2 separate regions of the Danio rerio genome follow, and region 1 is linked to region 2. Evidence: chromatin contacts called from public HiChIP or PLAC-seq data. All regions are on one chromosome and are shown on one strand. Each heading gives the region's core, a stretch centred on a gene start, on an enhancer-like site or on the middle of the called end of the contact. The rest is flanking DNA. Distances are from core to core; before and after follow the strand shown.

Region 1 (6,342 bases), core at 2,480-4,979, 270 kb after region 2:
ATCAATGGTGTCGAACTTTAGTTTTAGCTTTAAGTTTAGCTCCAACCACCTCCAACTCACACCTGCTTAATAGTCTCTAGGGCTGTTTCTCATTATGCGTTCTTTAACAATCTTGTGTCCTCGTGTAACGTCATCATCAGCTGCCAAAGTTTAGTTCCAATACTCAAGACCAAAAGAACAGAGGGCGCGTGAAACTTCTCGGATGTATTCTGATATCGAGAATGCATGAATGCAGACTTGAGCACCGTACTCCCTCCAGAAGTCCCAGAAGTCAAAGCGACTGGAGGTGGGAAGCGCAGCATTTAATATAGATTTCATAATTCAGAGATATAACTTATTTGTATTTATTTTATTGTGCAACGTATATTTGTAAAGTCTTTAAGCATAGTACATATTGTGAAACGGAGGACAACAATAAATCGTTGTATGAATGCTGTAATGTTTAAATAATTTTTGGTTAAAGATGCGTGATAGTCATGTGACCATCAGGAGGAACGCAGCATCTCATATCTCACAGGACGTGCTCTCTGTTCTAGCGGTCTCCTCAGTTCCTTCTTCCGATGTGACCTGGCAAGACCGGTCTCAACAAAAACGCAAGTCCGCAGCCAAGTTGTCAACACCTTGATAAGTTGGATCAGGTGTTTGATTAGGGTTGGAGCAAAACTGTACAAAGCTGCGGCCCTCCAGGAATTAAGTATGAGACCTATAATAATAATCATAATAATTTTTTTATATAACACCTTTAAAACTTATTTCTTAATGCACTTAACACAAAAAAGATACAAATATAAAAACAGTTTAGAGTAACAGTAAAATTGTAACATTCAAAATATAACAATAAAAATCGATAAAACATATAAATATCTAGAAACGTAAAATAACCTCACAAATAGACGAGTGTAAAGTAGTGAGTTTTCAAGGATGATTTAAACAATCTAAAAGATTCAGCATGTCTAATGTCATAGGGGAGAGAGTTCCAGAACCTCAGAGCTAGGGAAGAGAAAGCCTGGTTACCCATAGAATGCAGACGAGTGGAGGGGACTGTTAAAAGACCAGAGTAACAGAGGTCACGTGAAGTGGAGTACCGTGTTAAAAGTTCAGACATATAATGTGTAGCTAGACCATGCAGGGCCTTGTATGTGAGCATGAGAATTTTAAAATCGATATGGAATTTGACTGGTAATCAATGGAGTGATTCCAAAACCTGAGTAATGTGATCTCTGATTTTGTTCTCCGTCAGAATTTTGCCAGCTGAGTTTTGAACGTATTGTAGTTTATTGATGTTACTTTTGGAAACGCCTGCTAATAAGGCATTGCAGTCGTACAGGCGGGAAAAAAAAATGTTTTAATCAGTTTTTCTGCTTCAAAAAAGGACAGCATGGGGTGGATTCTTGAAATGTTTTTGAAATGAAAAAATGAAGTCCAATATTACCACCAAGTTCTTAAGTTTGGCCTGAACCTCCATGAAGGAGCCATCCGGGTTAATTTTAAGAGGTTTAGTTTTATGTAGTTGGTTGGAAGAACAAATAACCATAACCTCTGTCGTGTTAGTGTTCAGGCACAGAACTTTTTGAGACATCTATCTTTTATCTCCAAAATACAGTGTTCCAAGTGTGTAACAGCTGAAAGATTGCCAGGTTTGGAGTGAACGTATGTCTAAGTGTCATCAGCATAAAGGTGGTACTTCAGACCTAGGGAGTCCAGGAGATGACCAAGTGATAAAATATACTTGGAAAAAGAGTAGGGGGCATCCTTGAGGGATGCCAAATTTGCCAGAGCCTGTGTTAGATTTAGGTCCTCCCTTGTCGATAAACTGCGAGCGGTTACAAAGGAATGATGCAAACCACTTAAGAGCGTGATACCAAAGACTGTTTTCATTTGTGAAAGCAATATGGAGTGATCCACAGTGTCAAAGGCTGCGCTAAGAACAAGGAGGATCATAAGTGATAGGCAGCCAGTGTCTACAGCAAGAAGCAATGATTTGTGAAAATAAATCATTCATAAATCATTTGTATATATACACAAACACTATAATACAATATATACACTAAAAATACTAGTTTTAAGCATTAAAATGCTGCATAAAAACAAGTGATAAAAGGTTTTATGGAGTAAATCAGATCTTTCTGTGGAACACTAAAATACTAATATAATACTAAAATACTAATATAATAATAATACTAATATAAATCTTTCTACTGAGCCAATAATTTGTCAGCAAGTTTTTAATAATTTAAAATAATTAAAAATGTACTTTGTATTCTTAGTTATTGTTTTACATTCTCTTAATACAAACACAAGCAAGAATAAGTATATAGTTTATTTTTACATTAATATATATTTTATGTTTATTGAAGATAGAACATTATTTTACTCATATTACTTTTTTTTCCATTTTATTACAAAAAAAAAAAAAATTACTTGCATGCAGTATGCTTTCTACGGTTGTGTGTATAAATAAAATGTCAATGTAATTTAAGAATATCACCAAAATGTAATATCTCTCCTTTAACTAATTTATTATTAGATATTTTTTATTATATTCTCCCCATAAGCTTCATTGAAAAAGTGGGCATCCCTCCATCCCAACTTATTCACTGTTGGCCTGATCTCACCTCTACCCAAGATGTGAAGCAAGAGTGCCTGTGCCAATATCATCTGCCCCGCTCGGAGTGTACAACCCCAGCCACAGTCTGAAGTGAAGCTGGAGCCCGGAAGAGCAGGAAACTCTTCTCGATAGGTCAGCCAAACTCGAGAGGTGAAATCCTTTCGAAATTCATCAACATTGCCTGTGACAACATCGTCATCTAATGCCTCAGCTGTGCTCTCAGTAGGGTTTTCATCATCTGAGGAAACAGATAGATTATTTTAGGATAAACCAGATACCAGCTATTTAATTAAAAAGGAAACAGACAGAAATATACTAAATTAAAAATGACCATAAGCTCAAAAACCTATGACTAGTTATGAAATTGGTGTAAATATTAACTGTAAAACAACTTACCCACAACCTTGAAGTGGTAGCATTTTCCCAACAAGAATACAGGAGAATTACGGCTAAAAGCAGTTTTTGACTTTAGAGCCCAGCCTTGAAAAAATTCAAGATTAACGTTAGTCACGTGCACATTGCGTGTCATGATTTTGTGACTTTAAAAGACGATGAAAGATGAAAGGACTACTAGCATTATAACATCTTAGTAACACGTGAGATATGTTATTACATACTGTATTTCACACTGTGCCATGCTGACATGAATTTGGACTTCAGTGTCTCCACCTCGTCGGTCCCTTTAGTCTCCATTTTTTCAGCCACGGAGCAAAACCCATCACAGCACGTAACAGACTAAGTTTCTACAAGAAGTTTTCAATACGAGCCAAACATGTTATATCGCATACAGAAAGATCTTATTTACTCACATATGAAAAAATATATGAAAATTAGAAAGTTAAATAGAAAAACAACAGCATTAAAGCACTGGGAAACTAACGTTAACTTTAAAAATAGTTCATAAGACTGGTGGCTAGCATGCTAGTTAGTAAGCTTGTAAGTAAGCTTAAACATTTAAAAAAACGTTACAAGTAACCGCAGCGTAAATGCAAACTTTAATTTTTAAAAGTCTATCTAAAATATTATTAAATGTACAACAACTTTATGCTATACCTGCTTACATGTCTTGTTATACTGAAGAACCCACTGCAGCTATTTCTGTTTACATTTTGAGGAAGTGGCGATCTCGTTCGGTCTCGCGGTATTTCCCATTCTCCCTTCAGACCTATGCTTCAGACGCGTACTTTTGAATGTAGATATTTCAAAGGCCTGGTTAAAAAACCTTTGGTCGACACATGTTGGTGCTTATTACGGGTTTGTAACAATACTAAAAGAAGCTTGTGGTATGTGGTCATGTGGCTTCTGGGCCGGTGTGAGTAAAAAATAAGGAGTATCAGAATTATTTGATTATAAAATAGCCTTATCATATTTAATGACCCTCTGCTGTATTTCTGTTACTGGTCATTTTTAAGTAAAAAAAAAAAATCAGTTGCTACAGTGAGAAGCTGAGGAGACTAAACATCACCAAAAAGAATGTGGACAACGCAGTGGTTTTAGGGAATTAAAAGAGAGTACAAGAATTTGGTGACCAAAAAAAAGAAAAAAAAAAGAAAAAAACAATCTTATTACATTTGATGGCTCTGCTGTTATGCACATATATAAGTTAATATTATAGTTTATATATATATATATATATATATATATATATATATATATATATATATATATAATATTAATTGTATATAACCGTGTGTGTGTGTGTGTGTGTGTGTATATATATATATATATATATATATATATATATATATATATATATATATATATATATATATATATATATATATATATATATATATAGGCTATATATATATATATATAGGCTATATATATATATATATATATATATATATATTAAAAACTAAGGCCCTTCAAATTATATGTTGGTTCCCAATTGATTTCGTTATATAATATATATTTTGGCAGAATTAAAAAGTTTGAGCACATATTCCAGTATGAAGTCACAGCACTGACCGCAAGCACGTCCGAGCGTCTGCGTTTCTTTACAAGTGAAGTGGCGCATTCCTGTGAAGTGGGCGATGCCGAGAAGCTCAGCAAAAACAATGTCTGCCGATCCATTCGTAGGGTTGTTATTGCGCTTCAGAGATAGATAAACAGTTTCATTGCATTCCCTGGTGGTCATCTATCCACTCAGGCTATAAAAGAGGGCTTCTCATAAATAGCTGGTATGGTATGATGGATTAATACACTGGGGTAATATAATTTCAGAAAAGTTTTTTTTTTTTTCAAATTTCAATATTAGCAGCCAATGATTATCAACGTACAACATTGTTCACAGTCAATGAAATGCGAATGTTGTTTGTCTGAAATCGCATCTAAATGTGACTTTAAAACAACTTTAGCACAATTTCCATGTTAAATAACCATTTTTAAATTCTGCTTTACTTAAATAGCAAAGTACGAATCAGATGTGTGAATTGAAAAGCAACTTTACCTCAATGATTAATGCACTAATACACCATCCGCTATTTTCTATGAGTTGTTGAAGTGATGTTGCATTTTCACTGTATTGTTGGTTTAAAATTTTTTTTTCTAATCTCATTTTTTTATATATCTAAAAATTAAGATTGGATCAAGTAAGAATATTGTTTTGTTTTCACCTTTAGAAGAAATAAGTTAAAATGAACAAAATGATCTGCTAGTGGGGTACATCATAAAAAATTATATTTTTGCTTTAAAATATAGATATTTGGACTAGAAACAAGACAAAAATTATTAGATTTTTTTTTCATAAATTGCATAAATAAGTAAATACAATACATTTTTTACTCCTCATTTTTAGACATCGCTGATGGACATCACAATGCTGAGCCGGCATCGCAATACTCCGCTCCGCCCCCATCACAGCAGCAACCCGCTCGTGAAAAATTCACACTTAGGCCCTGTTTACATCAATACGTCTTAGTTTTAAAATAGCATTTTAGAACAAAAAACGATCCACGTCCACACTGGCGTTTCATCTAGCATTTCTGAAAAGCCCTACTTCCACTATGGGACGATAACCGTTTTCAAGGTGTTCCGCGGTTTGGAAAAGTCAACATTTTAAAACCGTCAACATTTTCTGTAATACCATTCCTAAGGTATGTGTAGGATTTTTTATTTATTTCATATTTTATTTATTTTTATTTTATTTTTCAGAATTTTTCAGTTTTTAGGACAACAGTATCTCCAAAAGATATCCGCTGCTATTTTCACAGAGCTTTTTCTGTTTCTGTATGTGAACTTCCAAAGGACACGACACAAAGGCAGAAGTGCTTACAGTTCAATATTACTTATGTTCCGGAGAATTATAAAATACATAGCAAGCATGATTTGACAAAACACAGCTTCCAGAATCTCTCCCAGTTCAGTGCTGGATTCGGTTAAAATCTCCTCAACGATGGAGCAGCTCCAACAAGCAGAGGCTGTGAACTCTAAGCCACAACCTGTGTTTTTATTTGTTAAAATTGATTATGACATGCACAGTGTCTAGTATTAATGGTATGCTGTAGTAAAAATGTAAACAATGGGAAATGCTGTTTGGCACCGCTAACGATTAAGCTACAAATTCATATGTATCAGTCAAACTGCTGTAAACACACACACACTCACACACTCTTCACCAGTGCCTGCGTGTCTCTCTATCGGCAGCTTTTCATGCGTTCTACATCTCAGATAATGAACTCACAAAAGATATGGGAACGATTCATGTTACTTACACGTGCATATTCCGAATA
Region 2 (6,151 bases), core at 580-3,079:
ATATCGCTTCACTTTTTCCACATTTTTTTATTTAACAGCCTTATTGCAAAATGGATTAAATTCATTTATTTCCTCAAAATTCTTGTTTCTTTTGGTCTGAGAGTCAATCAGATGCCTTTTGGTAAATTTCAGGCAGGGAATGCCTTCTGTCTTGCAACTCTACCATACAGGCCTGATTGGTGGATTGCTGCACAGATGGTTGTTCTTCTGTAAGGTTGTCCTCTCTCCACAGTAGAATGCTGAAGCTCAGACAGACAGAGTAACCATCGGGTTATTGATCACCCCCCTAACTAAGGGCCTTCTTCCCCGACCACCCAGCTTAGATGGCCGGCCAGCTCTAATAAGAGTCCTGGTGGTTCCAAACATCTTTCACTTACGGATGATGGAGGCCACTGTGCTTATGGAAACTTTCACAGCAGCGGAAATGTTTCTGTAACATTCCCTAGCCATGTGCCTCGACACAACCCTGTCTTGAAGGCAATTCCACAGACAATTGCTTTGTCTTCATGCTTGGTTTGTGCTTTGACATGCATTGTCAACCCTGGGACCTTATATAGACAGGTGTATGCCTTTTCAAATCATTCTCATCAACTGAATTTACCACAGCTGAACTCCTATTAAGCTGCTGAAATTTCTCAAGAATGATCTGTGGAAACAGAATGACTTGAGCTCAATTTATTGCTTCACAGCAAAGGCTGTGAATACCCATGTACATGTTACTTTTCAGGTTTTTTATTTTTAATAAATTTGCAACTATTTCAAAAAATCTTTTTTCACATTGTCATAATGGAGTATTGTGTGTAGAATTTTGAGTTATTAAATTAGTTGAATCCGTTTTGAAATAAGGCTGTAACATTAAAAAAATGTGAAAAAAGTGCAGCGCTAGGAATACTTTCTGGATGCACTGTATATGTATATTTTAAGCAATGTGCATTGCTAAGCACATTATTTGGATAATTTTTCTGGATAATGGTTATTTTGGATAATAATCTGCTCAGTATTTAGTTTTTTTTAGCCCTCAGATTGGAGAATTTCAAATTGTTTTATCTCACTACATATTGTCCTATTGTAACAAAGTAAACATCAACAATTCATCTTTCATCAATTCAGCTTTCAGGTGATGTATAAATCTTTCAAAACACATATGACAAGTTTGGTGGTCCAGGGTCACATATAAGAATACATTACATTCATAATTAAAAGCAAATTATCTTATAAATTCTGAACTTTGAATTATGATTAACTAAGTAATGTTAATTAATCGTATATGTCATAGTAAGCTTTTATATTAACAATCAAAGTACAGGTATAAAGATGCTGAGATGCTTTATGCTCACCCGTGCACAGCTGATCTTTTGAAGTCATATTAACCAGGCTGGATCTGAACACAGACAGATAAGCAGCCCTGCATGTCATATAAAACCTCTCCTCCTCCGAGCGCGGCATTATGAAAATATAGTCAATATGCTATCGAAACGTCATGCTGTAATGATAACAGTGAGCTAGAGAGCCGAAGCTGTAACCTTTTTGTATTATCGGTGATGTTCACTATTGAGTCTGATTGCCATGGCTGTTGTGTAAACAAACTCTACCCAGCTGTGCGCAGTTCAATAGAGAGGTCGGGAAACAACTGCTCTCGATGGTTCTCATACAATATTTATAAATTCGGTATTTTGCTCCAGTAGTTGTGCAATAGGTGTGGCAGATAAACCCATTTTTAACCAAACAGTATTTGAAACCACGCGGTGTAAGTTTATTAATGTTATATAAAAATACTTTTGTAGTATGTAGAAAAGCACAGATGGGTGTTTCCGGGGAACTAAATTGCTGCCGCACCGCGCCAAACTACAAATAGACGACGGTTATTTTTTGACGCCACAAGAGATAAAGATACAATGCCGTAAGTTTATCAATTAAGTTGTATCATGCTATATTAGAATTATTACCAACATTTCAACAATGCGATTTGTACACAATGACATGCCTGTATTTCGAAAAAAAGTGCTGTGATTTTACAGTAAGAACTGTAATACAACAATATTTAGCTTTCATTGATGCTTGCTAACGTTAATATAATAGGTATTTACATATCCAGGTAACGTTAGTGTTTTAAGGCTACTTGATATAACTAACAAAGTTGGTCCAAACTATTTACGATCTGTGGTCCTCTCAGTTAAATGTTGTTAATATAACTTTATATGTTTCCCAGAGATGGGTTGCAGCTGGAAGGGCATCCGCTGCGTTAAACAAATGCTGGATAAGTTGGTGGTTCATTCCTCTGTGGCGACACCAGATTAATAAAGGGACTAAGCCAAAAAAAGGAAACTGAATGAATGAATGAATGAATGAATAACTCCATATGTGCTGAAAAGTTTTCTGATGTCTGTCTTCCTATATTTGCACATATATTGTTCATGAAAATCAAGTAAATATTTTGAGAGCCCTAATAAACTGCAATTTTCCACAGAGCGAAGAGAGCTCTTGATTTAGAAGACAAAGAAAATGTGAGTTTATAAACATTTTTCATTTAAGATAAGAAATGGCGTTTTCATCTTCTATTTATGCTTACTTAATGGTCTATTTCAAGGTGACAACAGTATCTTGGCATTAAACAGTGATGTTAATGCTCCACTTGTTAACATTAGTTGACATGAAAAGTACTTCTAAAGCATTTATTAAGTTTCAGCTAATTTCTACATGGTAGAATCAACTTTTGATTTTGTTAATGTATTCTAGTTATTGTTTAATGGAAGTGAGCTAACATAACCTAAAAATATAAAGTTAGAAACTAGTTTTAACAAAGAATATTAAAAATAGTAACATTGTTTGCTAGTAAATATTAGTTAATACGGGGTAATACGAGGTAATACCGGGTCAAAAATAAATATATATATATATATATATATATATATATATATATATATATATATATATATATATATATATTTTTTTTTTTTATATATATATATATATATATATATATATATATATATATATATATATAGACACACACAGACACAATGAAAATACATTTTAAATCATTTGTAATATTTATTAGTAAAAATACTACAAATAATGACTGAATAGGATTCAGATAAATGATTCCAAATCTGATAATAAATATATTAATAAGCAGATAACAAGAATGAAATATATACCAATGTGATTAAAACTAATAATGTGAATAAATAAATTTAAAAAGTAAAGTAAATAACAATAAATTAAGTGTAGAAAGTAAATCTTTGCTAATAATATTATGCACTAATTTATAATATAATAAAATATATTTTTAATTAATTATATTTTTAAAATATTCCTTTTACATTGTAGGATTTTGGTCTCTATTAACTAATGTTAACTAGTGGACATTATCATAAACCATGTCTACTTGTTTACTTGTTATTCAATAACATAAAGGAATGTATATTTCAATGATTTAAAGGATGTAAATGCTTTATATTCATTTATTTTAGAGCCCAGCTAAGAGACATGTGGCAAACAGGAACTATTCTCCTATGGCAGGAATGACGAAACCTAAAGGTATGAGAAACCATAGCCCTACTGTGCCCTCAAAGAGCTATAAAACTCACATTTTAACCACCAGAAGATTTCTCTTTTTATTTTTGTAGTGATCAGACTAAGGTGTGTATGTGTGTGTGTTCCTTTCTGCTTTCGATAATCAGCATAAACAATCCCCAGCTCATGTCATGTTGTTGCTTAAATCCTGTACAGTAGGGGTCTCTCGCAATCCAGTGACATTGCATTTAGATTAGCTGTCTTTGTAGCCATTAATAATATCTTTGCTCATGCTGATTTGATAAATCGCTGACATTTAGTGCTTCATCAGCAGGTAATTCTAAAGCAGTTGGGAAGAAAACGAATCCTCCAGAAACAAAAGAACCCTTGACAGATGCTGAGAGGTAAGGATGTAGATATATTTTTTTAAACATATTAAATACTTCTATACATTTAATAATAATAATAAGGTACTAAAAATGATCACTTCATCAATATAAATGAACAGATATTAATATAAAAGAAACAACAAATAAATAAAAATTAGAACTATTCAATAATTATAATAAATATGCAGTAATTAATGCAAAAATACTTGAATAAAAATTTAGATAAATTACTCAAAATATGATTAATATAAAAAGCTCAAAATTACATATAGGAATATCATTTTAAACATTTCTATTAATTTCTATAATTTAATAACATGGTAATTTAAATTAAAGGTACAATAAAAGAGTTTTTATTTTTTGATAAAGTAATTGGTTTTTGCTTTGATTCAACTTTTCAATATTTGAATGCTGCTGTTGTTACTACTTTAAGATTTTTGTTTTATTGTATTCTACAAAGCCCCGAGTGCCATCAAACCCTGTTTTTATGAAGCTACTAACAATGGTAGAAATGGAGCAGTGGAGAACAGACAGAAATTTCTCCTCATTACTGGATATTTCCTTTGTCCCACTTGGCTGATAGCCATTATGACTGATCAGAATTTAATGACAGGACATGGAGGGAGTTTCATCACCAGCCAAAAGCCTCGTTGATTTACATAGCACTAAAAATAGTTGGATAAGGAGAGTTTAAGAAAAGACCTATTTCCTTTCCAGCGCATACTAACACAGAGCTCCATGCGATCCATCAAGACAAGCATTAGTTTTGAATTTTATAGTGCAGTCATTTAAGAGGAAGCTAGTTAAATATATATAAAAACATCAATAAAGAGAGCGGCCTTATGATTCATTTAAGAAAGTATTCATTTGGGGAGTCAAACTTCTCCTGCAAAATGTAGAGGAGATCTGGAGTGTGATTGGACGATGGGCCTTGTATAAAATTTTGCCTCGTTAATATGTCTCCCAATATTGTTAAATGTGAATTAAAAATAAATGAATATCTTATTCTTAGTCAGCTTGTTCTCTCTTCACAGACTTAACTAGGAATATGGGTATGATATATTCCTATGCCATTACATAGCAAATATTCTCTAAGAATCTAATAATGTAATGTGATTATATATAATAATAATGTAATATATATAAGTTATATCTTGCAGTGGTGTATGCCGTATAATATTATGGCTTATTATGATTATCATTATTATTTTAATAATAATAATAATAATAATAAATAAAAATCATTGTAATAATATTTTACAATTTATGGTAACAGCTATTATTTAAAATTGGCTAATGCATTTGCTAACATTATCAGCTAATTTTGGCTAATGACTGCATTTTTAGACTAACATTTTTTCACAAAAAGATCTCAGTTCTCTAGACCAATGGACAAACACACCACATTAACTATCACACACTCGCTACTAGTGTGCTTCTTTCTCCCTTATTAGAGACGGAAGTGTCAAAATCTGTCCTATCCAGTCACCCTACTACATTTCAACTTGAACCGGTTCTGTCTCATCTTCTTCAAACTAATATAGCTTTGGCTGTCCCTGCGTTTACTTACATTATTATCACATCCTTTCACTCTGGTTTATTTCCCAATGCATTTAAGCAGGCTTAGATCACTCCACTATTTAAAAACTATTTATAAAAAAAAAAAAAACTCAAACCAAGCTATCATTACCAGTTACAGACCAATGTCACCTATGTCACCATTTATTTAAAACACACTTGAACATGTTGTCTTCAACACAGCCAGAACAATCTCCTGGACACTTCACTGAGACTGCCCTGTCGTGGAAACCTTTAAACTTACAGGGGGTACCTCTAAATCCTCAGTGCTCATCTTTCTGGATTTGTCTGCTACTGTTAACATGGTGAACCACCAAATTCTCTTAGCAACTCTCAAGACAATCAGCTTTTACCTCTCAGGTAGATCATTCAAGGTTTCCAGGAGGGGTGAAGTATCCGAGCCACAACATCTTGCTACTGGGGTGGCACAGGGCTCTGTTTTTGGGCCGCTTCTCTTCTCCATGTACATGGCATCACTTGGATCGGTCATTCAGAAACATGTTTTTTCCTACCGTTGCTATGCTGATGACACCCAACTCTACCTATCGTTATGACCAGATGATTTGATGATGCTGTCCGGAAATCAGCAAATCTGTCAGATATTTCCTGCTTAATGAATGATCACAATCTTCAACTTCAACTTTATAAAAATCTGCTAAATCAATTTA

What was found. HiChIP or PLAC-seq counts read pairs in DNA pulled down with a chosen protein or histone mark.
Region 1: a contact with region 2 is called in an H3K4me3 HiChIP or PLAC-seq map of embryo, with 3 times the contacts expected there. The contact joins the promoter of atg4c here to the promoter of itgb3bp in region 2. A contact is called at or near these places in 4 of 18 Hi-C or Micro-C datasets (all in embryo) and 1 of 4 datasets of contacts at active chromatin or transcription factors (embryo).

What each region holds. Positions count from the first base shown.
Region 1 is chr6:34,828,556-34,834,897 of GRCz12tu, forward strand. atg4c (autophagy related 4C, cysteine peptidase) reads right to left here and starts at 3,730. Exons shown (of 11, transcript NM_001002103.1): 1 at 3,662-3,730; 2 at 3,226-3,351; 3 at 3,005-3,088; 4 at 2,616-2,846. The coding sequence starts at 3,301.
Region 2 is chr6:34,561,564-34,567,714 of GRCz12tu, forward strand. itgb3bp (integrin subunit beta 3 binding protein) reads left to right here and starts at 1,830. Exons shown (of 9, transcript NM_001328132.1): 1 at 1,830-1,900; 2 at 2,468-2,504; 3 at 3,474-3,540; 4 at 3,851-3,920. The coding sequence starts at 1,896. efcab7 (EF-hand calcium binding domain 7) reads right to left here and starts at 1,579. Exons shown (of 13, transcript NM_001002120.1): 1 at 1,338-1,579. The coding sequence starts at 1,446.